Linked DNA regions of Salmo salar: region 1 is linked to region 2. The links are chromatin contacts, called in public Hi-C maps. All regions are on one chromosome and are shown on one strand. Each heading gives the region's core, a stretch centred on a gene start, on an enhancer-like site or on the middle of the called end of the contact. The rest is flanking DNA. Distances are from core to core; before and after follow the strand shown.

The links. Hi-C and Micro-C count contacts between places; a contact is called where the count stands out from the background.
Region 1: a contact with region 2 is called in a Hi-C map of gill, with 2.9 times the contacts expected there. The contact joins the enhancer-like site here to the promoter of LOC106607880 in region 2. A contact is called at or near these places in 3 of 3 Hi-C or Micro-C datasets (blood, gill and muscle).

The regions. Positions count from the first base shown.
Region 1 is chrssa06:67,051,273-67,056,241 of Ssal_v3.1, forward strand. No RefSeq gene overlaps it. Among protein-coding and RNA genes, the nearest start is that of LOC123743558, 17 kb to the left of the region's middle. Within about 2 kb of position 3,594, at least 1 of the 13 cell types and tissues checked has an H3K27ac peak or open chromatin away from gene starts, as enhancers often do. A contact at or near this core is called in gill, where this site is marked.
Region 2 is chrssa06:67,004,280-67,009,526 of Ssal_v3.1, forward strand. LOC106607880 (alpha-1,6-mannosyl-glycoprotein 2-beta-N-acetylglucosaminyltransferase) reads right to left here and starts at 2,953. Exons shown (of 2, transcript XM_014205344.2): 1 at 2,836-2,953; 2 at 369-2,729. The coding sequence starts at 2,467. The coding sequence ends at 1,223. LOC123743479 (BRO1 domain-containing protein BROX) reads right to left here and starts at 61. Exons shown (of 12, transcript XM_045720894.1): 1 at 1-61.

The sequences.
Region 1 (4,969 bases), core at 2,344-4,843, 48 kb after region 2:
TTGCTTCCCCGAATGCCAAAGCCACCTCACTTCCACCCCATTCCTCTCACTTCATCCATTTTTTTCAAAGGAAATACGGAGACGCTGAAATAGCATGCCGTTTCTATCAACTGCTACCGTGAATTGTGGGGTGGCCTTAGAGGAAGTGAGCCCACCTTCCACGTCCTGTAGCACAATGTGTAACTCATGACTCACACTTTCCCCCTGGGAAAGGTCCCTCCCACGAGTGATTATGTTTCTACTCCTCCCAAATAAACAGAGAGACCCAGAATCACTACATGACCAAACGTATGTGGACACCTGCTCATCGAATGTTTTATTCCAAAATCATGAGTTGCTCCCCCATTTGCTGCTATAACAGCCTCCATTCTTCTGGGAAGGCTTTCCACTAGATATTGGAACAGTGCTGCAGGGACTTGCTTCCATTCAGCCACAAGAGCATAACATGCTGACTAGACCAGGGACGTGCGTCCATGTGCACAATCGCACACGTGTTGATTTTGTCCTGATGCAATCAGGACACACAGGTTGAAATATCAAAACGAACTTTGAACCAACTATATTCATTTGGGGACAGGTTGAAACACATGAAACATTCATGGCCATTTAGCTAGCTAGCTTGCTGTTGCTAGCTCATTTGTCCTGGGATGTAAACACTGGGTTGTTATTTTACTTGAAATGGTCCTTTTTTTTCCTGGATCTTTGTAGAATTTTGGCCCATTTTGAGTCACACAAAATCGTGTGTTCTCTGACAATTAATCCACAAATAAAAGGGGGAACTTAGTTAGTTTCTAGTAATATCTCCTCCTTCAGTCGTTGTCTTTTTCTTCTTCTTCTTCGGACTTGGTGGTTGGCAAACATCTTTAAGGTGCATTACCACCACCAACTGGACTGGACTGTGGACCTCAGTTCATCTTGCAATCACCCATGTGGGTATATGCTCCTAAAAACCAATGAGGAGATGGGAGAGGCGGGACTTGCAACGCGTTAAGCGTCAAAAATAGAACCACGTTCTATTTTAGCACCTGTCTACGCAAACACTCGTTGACGCGCGCGAGCAGTTTGGATGAAATTATTGAATAACATGTATGTGTACATTTATTTTGCATTGCTCACGCACGTAACACAGGCAGTGTGGTCAGCATGTTAGTGAGTTCGGGCATTGATGTTGGGCGATTAGTCCTGGTTCGCAGTTGGTGTTCCAATTCATCACAAAGGTGTTCGATGGAGATGAGGTCAGGGCTCTGCGCAGACAGTCAAGTTCTTCCACACCGATCTCAACAAATCCTTTCTGTATGGACCTCGCTTTGTGCACTTGGGCATTGTCATGCTAAAACAGGAAAGGGCCTTCCCCCAAACTGTTGTCACAAAGTTGGAAGCACAGAATCGCCTAGAATGTCATTGTATGCATTGTAGGCCTACCATGAACAATGAAAAACAGCCCCAGACCATTATTCCTCCTTCACCAAACTTTACATTTGGCACTATGCGTTGGGGCAGGTAGCGTTCTCCTGGTATCCGCCAAACCCAGATTCGTCCGTCGGACTGCCAGATGGTGAAGCGTGATTCATCACTCCAGAGAAGGCATTTTCACTGTTCCAGAGTCCAATGGCAGCGAGCTTTACACCTTTCCAGTCGACGCTTGGCATTGCGCATGGTGATCTTAGGCTTGTGTGCAGACGCTCGGCCATGAAAACCCATTTCATAAAACTCACAACGAACAGTTCTTGTGCTGACGTTGCTTTGGAAAATCGGTAGTGAGTGTTGCAACCGAGGACAGACAATTTTTATGCGCTACGTGTTTCAGCACTCAGTGGTCACATTCTGTGAGCTTGTGAGGCCTACCACTTTGAGGCTGAACCATTGATGCTCCTAGAAGTTTCCACTTCAATAACAGCACTTACAGTTGACCAGGGCAGCTCTAGCAGGGCAGACATTTGACGAACTGACTTGTTGGAATGTTGGAATGATGAGTGTACAAAGTAATTTATTCCACGAACAGCACCAGTATAAAACAAATACTAAAGGTGCGTGAAATTACCGGTCACTCTTAAATAACGGGCGTAATAACGAACCCGGCAAACAATACCAGCCAACAAGTAACGATCTGAACATTATAAAAAAACACGCACACAAACATGGGGGAAACAGAGGGTTAAATAATTAACATGTAATTGGGGAATAGAAACCAGGTGTGTAGAAAACAAAGACAAAACAAATGGAAAATGAAAAATGGATCAGCGATGGCTAGAAAGCCGGTGACGTCGACCGCTGAACGCCGCCCGAACAAGGAGAGGGACCGACTTCGGTGGAAGTCGTGACAAACCCTTATTTTACCAGGTAAATTGACTGAGAACACATTCTCATTTACAGCAACAGGATGAATGAGCCCATTTGTAAACTGGGGATTATTAGGTGGCAATGATGGTACGAGGGCCAGATTGGGAATTTAGCTGATATAGCCGAATCCACTACTTTGAAGGGGTGTCGCGATGTGATTTCTGCCCAGTGCTCTGAATGTCAAAGTGAAGAAATTCCATGAAGTGAAATTCCACACACAACATACACTACATGGCCAAAAGCTGACTTAGAACTGGTGCGGATCATGGGAATCCGACTGTTTAATTAAACCCAGCTATGTTAAGTAAACAGTCGGATTCCCATGGTCCGCACCAGTTCTAAGTCAGCTTTTGGCCATGTAGTGTATGTTGTCAATATAATCACAGTTGTTCCTGAATATCAAGTATAATAAGATATTATTCAGAATTCATGTATTCAAATATATCCTAAAACGTGTTTAAATCACCTCATGAAGAATGTGTTTGTCCTCGTGTCCCCATGTCTATTTGTAATAGCTCAGAATGTGCCATTTGGCTGCCCAATAGGTATTCTCATGAGAGAACCACATAAACACAAGGAAAGAACTGAGAAAATTAGGCTGCATATCACTGAAATATGTTATCTACGTTTTTAATTTCATTGATGTGTTTTCAATGTGTTTCTTATTTAAATGCTAGTTTTGCCATATGTGCATAATTTGACTATAGCTTACTACAAATATACATTTCGTGTGTGTGTTGTGTGTGCACGTGTCAGTTCAATGTATAGGTTTGATTTACATTTGGCTGAGTTGTCAACTAACGTCAATTCAACGTGAAAAAAAATCGCCATGTTAGATTTAGTTAATGGTTGGGTGAAAATATTACTTTTTGCAAATCTAATTAGTTTTCCACATTGATTCAACCTCAACACATTGATATTTTGGGTTGAAATTAGATGGAAACAATGTTGATTCACCCAGCTGTTACCCAGTGGCTGGATGTTTGGCATGATAGTCAGGTTCAGAGAGAACTTGTTTGTTCTTGGTCAGCAACTACGCCATCCAGAAAGGAACTTCCTTCCTTGATCAATCGAAAACATGGAGGGAGGCTTATATAAATGGGAGTTATCGGCAGTCTTAACGTTCATTCTGCTACTCAAACCATGCCTGATAGACGAGTAGCCTACATCTAAATTATATGCGAAATTGTTATATTTAGTTTGAGGCGTAGGAGATTGATTTAAAAAAATGACGGATACAGTAGTAATACTCGTTGCCCTGACGTTCCTGTTGAGAGTGAACGGGGAAGCCCCCGGTGTCGGATACTGCATCGGGAAGCAGTGCTTTGCCGTTTTCCAGGACCAAGCTAACTTTGGAACAGCTCAAAAACGTTGTGAGGAATATATTAATGGATATTTAATGACAGTTCGCTCTTTGATATCACATAGCATCCTATTAATATTACTTGGTATTCATACAGGAGATTATTGGATTGGTTTACATTTGCCAAGCGGGCAATGCCCCGACCAAGCATCGTTTTTACGAGGGTACAGGTGGATAACTGGAGGTAATGAAACCAAATTCCAGAACTGGGGGAGCTTTGATGATGTCTGTTCTTCAAAATGTATTTCGGTATCAAAATACGACTTTGTGTGGAAGGAACAACCATGCGATAATAAAGTAGATGGATTTATTTGTGAGTATAAACTTGACAGTCCCTGCCAGCATGTAATTGTAAAAGGGGACGATTCAGTTCTGTATGAGACCCCGTTGGGATTCAAGGGAGAGAACCTACTGACATTACCCCGCGGAACCACTGCAACGATCAAATCCATCGGGTCGAAGTATATCTGTCTATCTGAACAGTGGCTACAAGCACCGTGGAGTTGCGAGGTATTCAAAGGTGGCTGTGAGCATGACTGTTCCTCAGTTAATACTAAACCTGTATGCACCTGCCCACCTGGAAAAACTCTCCAGGACAATAACGTCACATGTGAAGATGCGCAAAATGACCCCTGCCTTGACTCAGGATGCGCACATCTCTGCCAAAAAAAAGATGACAGCTACACTTGCATGTGTCACCATGGGTATGCACTGGCAGACGATGGGAAGGAGTGCAAAGACATTGATGATTGTATCGATAATAGACAGTGCCCGGGACATAACATTAAGTGTGTGAATACTGTTGGTGGATTTAAATGCGAATGCCATAAGGGATATGTGTTTGAAAATGACAAATGCGTTGATGAAGATGAATGCTTCATGGGTCCATGTGACCACGAATGCACAAACACAATAGGCAGTTACAATTGCTCCTGTTGGGATGGATTCAAAAGAATGACAGAAGACACCAACCGGTGCCAATTAGTTTGTTTAGCAGAGTGTATCGCAGAATGTGACCCAAGTACACCACATGATTGCAACTGTCCAAATGGTTACTTACTCGATGAAAAAAATGGGGAGTCAATTTGTGTTGACATAGATGAATGTGAGATGGGTGAGTGCCATCATAATTGTACAAATACGTATGGAGGTTACTTGTGTTCTTGTGATGAGGGATTCGACTTGGTTGGTTTAAATGATTGTGTTGAGAGAGAAGCATCAAATGATTCAGGTTTTACCATACCATTTACACCATTTGTCAAGCAT
Region 2 (5,247 bases), core at 1,703-4,202:
ACTACACATGGTATAACCAGCAGAAAGGGGAATGTCTACAAGGTACTGATTCATTAAATAATCAAATAAAAGAAGCAACTGCATCCTACACATTTCCACTACTGAAGGGAAACTCATCAATGCACCTTAGGTTACATTTATACCTGTATTTTAAAACAGATCCAAGGATGTCAGCCGGTTTAAAAAAAAACAGGTGCATTGTCAAATGCAAAGGCATAGGAGATGGAAATAAACAGATTTCCCTTTTAGGCAAATTGTGTGTAGGGGAGGGAAGAGGAATATCGTGCAAGGCTATGAAAAATATTTGCTAAAGCAAAAATAGGTAATCTTTGTAAGGTCTTAATGATGAGAAAGCAAACACACACCAATATCAGTCAATTCCTGTTGTTCCAATGTAAAACTTTTTTTTTTTAACCACACATTTCAGTCAAACAAATGTCATACTGTAGGTTATGTACAGTAAGTAATTCCCCAGTAAAACCAATTGTCAGATACAAAGTGATCATTGGTTCAGTGGCATATATATAACAAGACATTTCATGATTGTCACTTTCTATATACAATATAACCTATAGCTGTGTGCATTACATATCAAACAATGACTTTTGCTGTTGTTTTTCTATTTGTACTGTATGCACCACATATCATTTAAAGCACAACTATTATAATTGTGGGTGGGTAAGGGATTCTGAAGCTGGACAAACGGCTCAACTCTCTAATCTGTTCTGAAGAATGTATACAAATGGCAATGATCTAACATGTAATAGAAGTCAAGGATGTATAACGCTGATTCAGTTTTGTTTTCTATGTAAAGTCATTTATGTGTACCATAATAATTAACTGCTGGTGCTGAAATATTGTGTTATTTTTTTATGAAGTATAACATCGCAATGCTTTACTTTAACTAAAATTTGTCTTCATTTTTAAGAAATAAAAAGCAAACCCGGTTACATAAAAAGAGAAAGCAAAAATAATCAGCTTGTATATTCTGTTTTGAAAAATAAAGAAAATATTTGGCAATCATGTTACTTTTGGTAATAAGAGAAATAACAACCAAGCTATAAATCACACTGCTGCATACACACCATAACATACCCCCCCAAATGTTAAAAACACCAAAAATATAACACAATGCAGCCTTTGGAACCCTGAACATTTTAATGGCACTTATTTCCTCAAACCTCTCAGTACATCAAAAAGATGAGAATGAGAAGTTCATTGTTTATAGACGTTTGGCATAGTTATTACAAAGGACATGGTCACGGATATCACCCCACCCTCCGTTTTTCATATGAGCCTTGTGCTCCACTGAATCTGCGTTTGTTAGGGCCAGGGACTGAGGGAAGAGGGAGGCTTTGGCAAGCTTAACGGACTCCTGTGCTTTCTTTAGGGCCAGCTCAGGGCGACAGGCCTCTTTGTTCTGGTGCAGCCCACAGTTACCAGTATGGAGAACCCTGGACCCCTGTGCCACCAGCACTTTGAGTGGCTTGGAGATGCAAGTCCCTGACAGGTGCTGGAGGGTCCAGTCCCAGTTGTAGTCATCGTAGGAGCAGAAGTCATTGTTGCACCCCATTAGCTTGTAGTACACCTCTCTGGAGATGCCCATGCCAATGTTGTGCTTGGTAGACATCCACCCGGCAGTCTGCACCTTGTTGCTGAGCTTATCAAATTCTGCCAGGCCGTTGTGGTTGCCTAGTGCCAACATGTCACAGTCAGTGCAGCTGCTCTTCCTGTATCCAACCATCTCCTTGAAGAGGTGGTAGAGGTCGGGCAAGATGAAGTTATCCTCCTCGAGGAAGACAACAAAGCCACTGTAACCTTGCAGAGCTTGCACTCGCTCCCACACAAAGTGAAGTTTCCACCACCAGTGGTGTTTGGTCTGTGTGATGGAGGCTTCCCTATAGTGACCATACGAATCTGGATGCTCAGCGTTGAGGCATCCTGTTTTTAAAGCATCGTCCTTGGATATGTCTCGTGGACAGTCCCGTGAATCCTGCCCAGGAAACTCACTGGGATAGAGCTGTGTGCTGTAGGGGAAGTATATTTGCAAGACCTTGCAGAAAGTTATCCCTTGCACTATGTAATTGATTTCCTCTGAAAAATAGTCGTGGCTGAAAATCAGCAGTAAGTTGTGGACCTCAGCTGCATTTTCCAATGACTTGATGAGTATTTTGAGGTAGTCTGGTCTGTTGTGAACCTGAATAACCAGGACCAATTTAGGCTCCCCAGGATACTTGTCCGCATTCTGAACGTATTGCTTGTAATTGGCATTGTAAATGGACTTTATCAATTCTGGAACAGAACTGTACTGAAACTTTGCCATGTCATCAGACAACATGTTTTCCTGAGCGACAACACCCGTGACTTCATCATAAATGAATACACGTGTTGTGATCATGACAGTGGCAATAATAAAAGAAACACCAAGGATAATGAGCAGGTTCTTTTTGAGAAAACGTAGCCTCATTTTCGTAACGTTAAAGGCAACCTTTGGATACAATAATGATGGTTTGAATCACCTGACTATTGAAAGCGTCCTCGTCTTGTTTGCATTTGCCATTTTCGATGGAACCCAAATGCAGCAGTTTCCGCAGAACGTTACAAACTGACACGCGAAGAAATCGTTCGTTGATGATGACTCCTTTTGCTGACACGGATCTGCCAGTTCGGTTGATCGATATCATCTGTTGCTATTGTTGTTTAGAAGTTTAGCGATCGGCTGTAATCGCCTGTGAAAAGTAACAAGATTATGAAATAATGTATTATTCCCTATGTCAGACATTTTAGATTTGTTTCCATTCATGAAGTTAATTTACAGTGGTTGAGTTGACTTACCAAGAGCGAGGTGTCATGTATCACTACAATGCAATCCGGAAGAGTGTTTTAGGACTTTGGCCTGCCATATAGTGAACGTGTAACAAAATTGAGTGCTGACGTGTCCTATTCAGCCAACAGGAACAGGCAGAATTCTTGGTGAACGAATCAGTGGCCTATCTATGCTTGTGTATTACGGGACCTACACTATAGCCAACATCCATGACTTTGGAGAAGATCTGTTGAGAGTAATGGTATAGTTTATGCTATTCAGTGTTATATTAATTCAATTAAGAACGAGTTTCCAGTAATCAGAATATTACATTTTGGATAATTTGGGCATGTTCTTTCTTATGTCCAGGCCAGTGGCGATTTTAGCATGTACATCTTGGTGGGGTCCCCCAAAAAATATGTGGGATCCATGCCAGCAAAGCCACAACACAAGACAACACAACACTAAACAATAAATACATGAATTGCACTATACCACTGCTAACCCTGGCTATCAGCGGAGCCTTGTCTGGCAGCAGAACAGTTCATTCAGCCTCATTTACTGCCTTTAAAAAAAACATAGCTGATATGGCTGACTGGCTTAAACAAATGTGGTTTCTAATGACAATTGAGATGTACATACTATGGCATAAGGGGACGACAAGCGGATAAGAGGCAATCAATCCGTAATTATGATTAAATCCTTCATGAGCGAGCTAGGACAGACGTAGTCAATATAACTATTTGTTCAGCACTTTTGAAATGTACAGCGACAGAATTCAGAACACGGGCTGTTCCTATAGTGTTCTCTCTGTACACCAAGTCAGAACCGTAGGATAAATAAAAGGGGCATATAAGCAGACAATGAAAGCTCTTACAATATCCGATGATTACATTTCTCAAAAAAAGGTTATAGGCTACATGTGCACCACCAAGTCAGAACAGGAAGGGAAATTAAGAGGAGAAAATAGACCAAATTATTAGGGTGAGGCACATGGGCTACTAACAGCTTACTACACAATATACACTTAGTATTACTTTCTTAGCTACCATATACATATCTCTCTGGCATATTACATAATATATGCAGCAGCATACAAGACATTTTTGGACATACAGACCTTGTTGTGCTGTGGCCACTTGAACAGGAAGGTGGTGCGGCGGTCATTTGTGGGTATATTTTGTCATCAAACTTTGTCATCGAAGTCTGGCATTCTCTGGATTTATGGTGCTTTCAAGACAATTGGGAACTCGAAAAACAGAAGGTTGAATCATGATGACATCAGTGATCTTCAGGTCGTAGCTCTAGAAAGAGGCCCGAGTTCCCAATTTACAATTCCGAGTTGGATAAAAGTTTCAAACGTATTTTCCCAGTCATAGCTCACTTTTCCCAAGTTCTCAGTTGTCTTGAACTCACAAAAATTAGATTTTTCAGTTCTGTGTTAACAGTTGTTTTGAGCGCGGCACAAATCATGCATCATTGACAGCATGGCCAATATTGAATGTTTATAATTTTAAACTAGGAAAAAAGACCCTTAATCTTACATTTGGGACCACACAGCCACTCCACTGAATAGGAGGCTAATGATTGCTTTGCAACGCTTGCAGTTAGCCACTGATTCCTTCCAAACCACTCATTGTTGAATTTGCGATTTCCAACTTGTTGTGTAATGTTTATGTCGAATGGCCAATGAGCACCGATACGGTTTATCTATAATTTCTCTTGATTATTTATTTTCATATGACAAGGATTAAAAAGGATTTGCCAGCAGATTGTCGACTTGATTCATGATGATGACTGATAGCTAAGATTTTGAAAGTATGATGTTGACATGATCAGTCCAATCAAAGCTACTGTAGATATAACGTGATTAGACGTTGTTTTATCTGTGGCCAATGACCTTGAGCCTTCTTGGATGGACACTTCTACTGTAACTTTATGGCAGTACCCAAGGGGCTAGAATCTTTTCAAGGTCTACCCTTAGGCGGTGACATAGTGTCCCCATGAGTGACAGAACACTGAGACAATCACAGTGCAACGCTCCGTATTTTCTTCTGGCTTGCCCCACCACCAAAGAAAGCACTGAACAAGGCTGAAACACCTGCATTTTGGAGCTGACTTACTCAAGAAAACAAAAAAGAGACCATGTTTGTATGCAGCTTTATTAACTCAATGATATATATATTTCTTACATTGTTTGCAAACTGATATGTGACACGTATTAATGCCAAAACAATATGCAAAATAGGCAACAACAAACCAAAGAGGTGGGGCTCAAAACAGGCTCTTCCCCACCAATTTTTATATGTGATGCTCTAAATGACAGGTCGCCACCAGTCCAGGCTATGGCTTGTACAAGGATCTCTTCAATCAGGTTGGACTGGTTAAAGCTGCCTGGCTGTTATGAATGAGACATGTGCCACACCCACATGGAATGTATG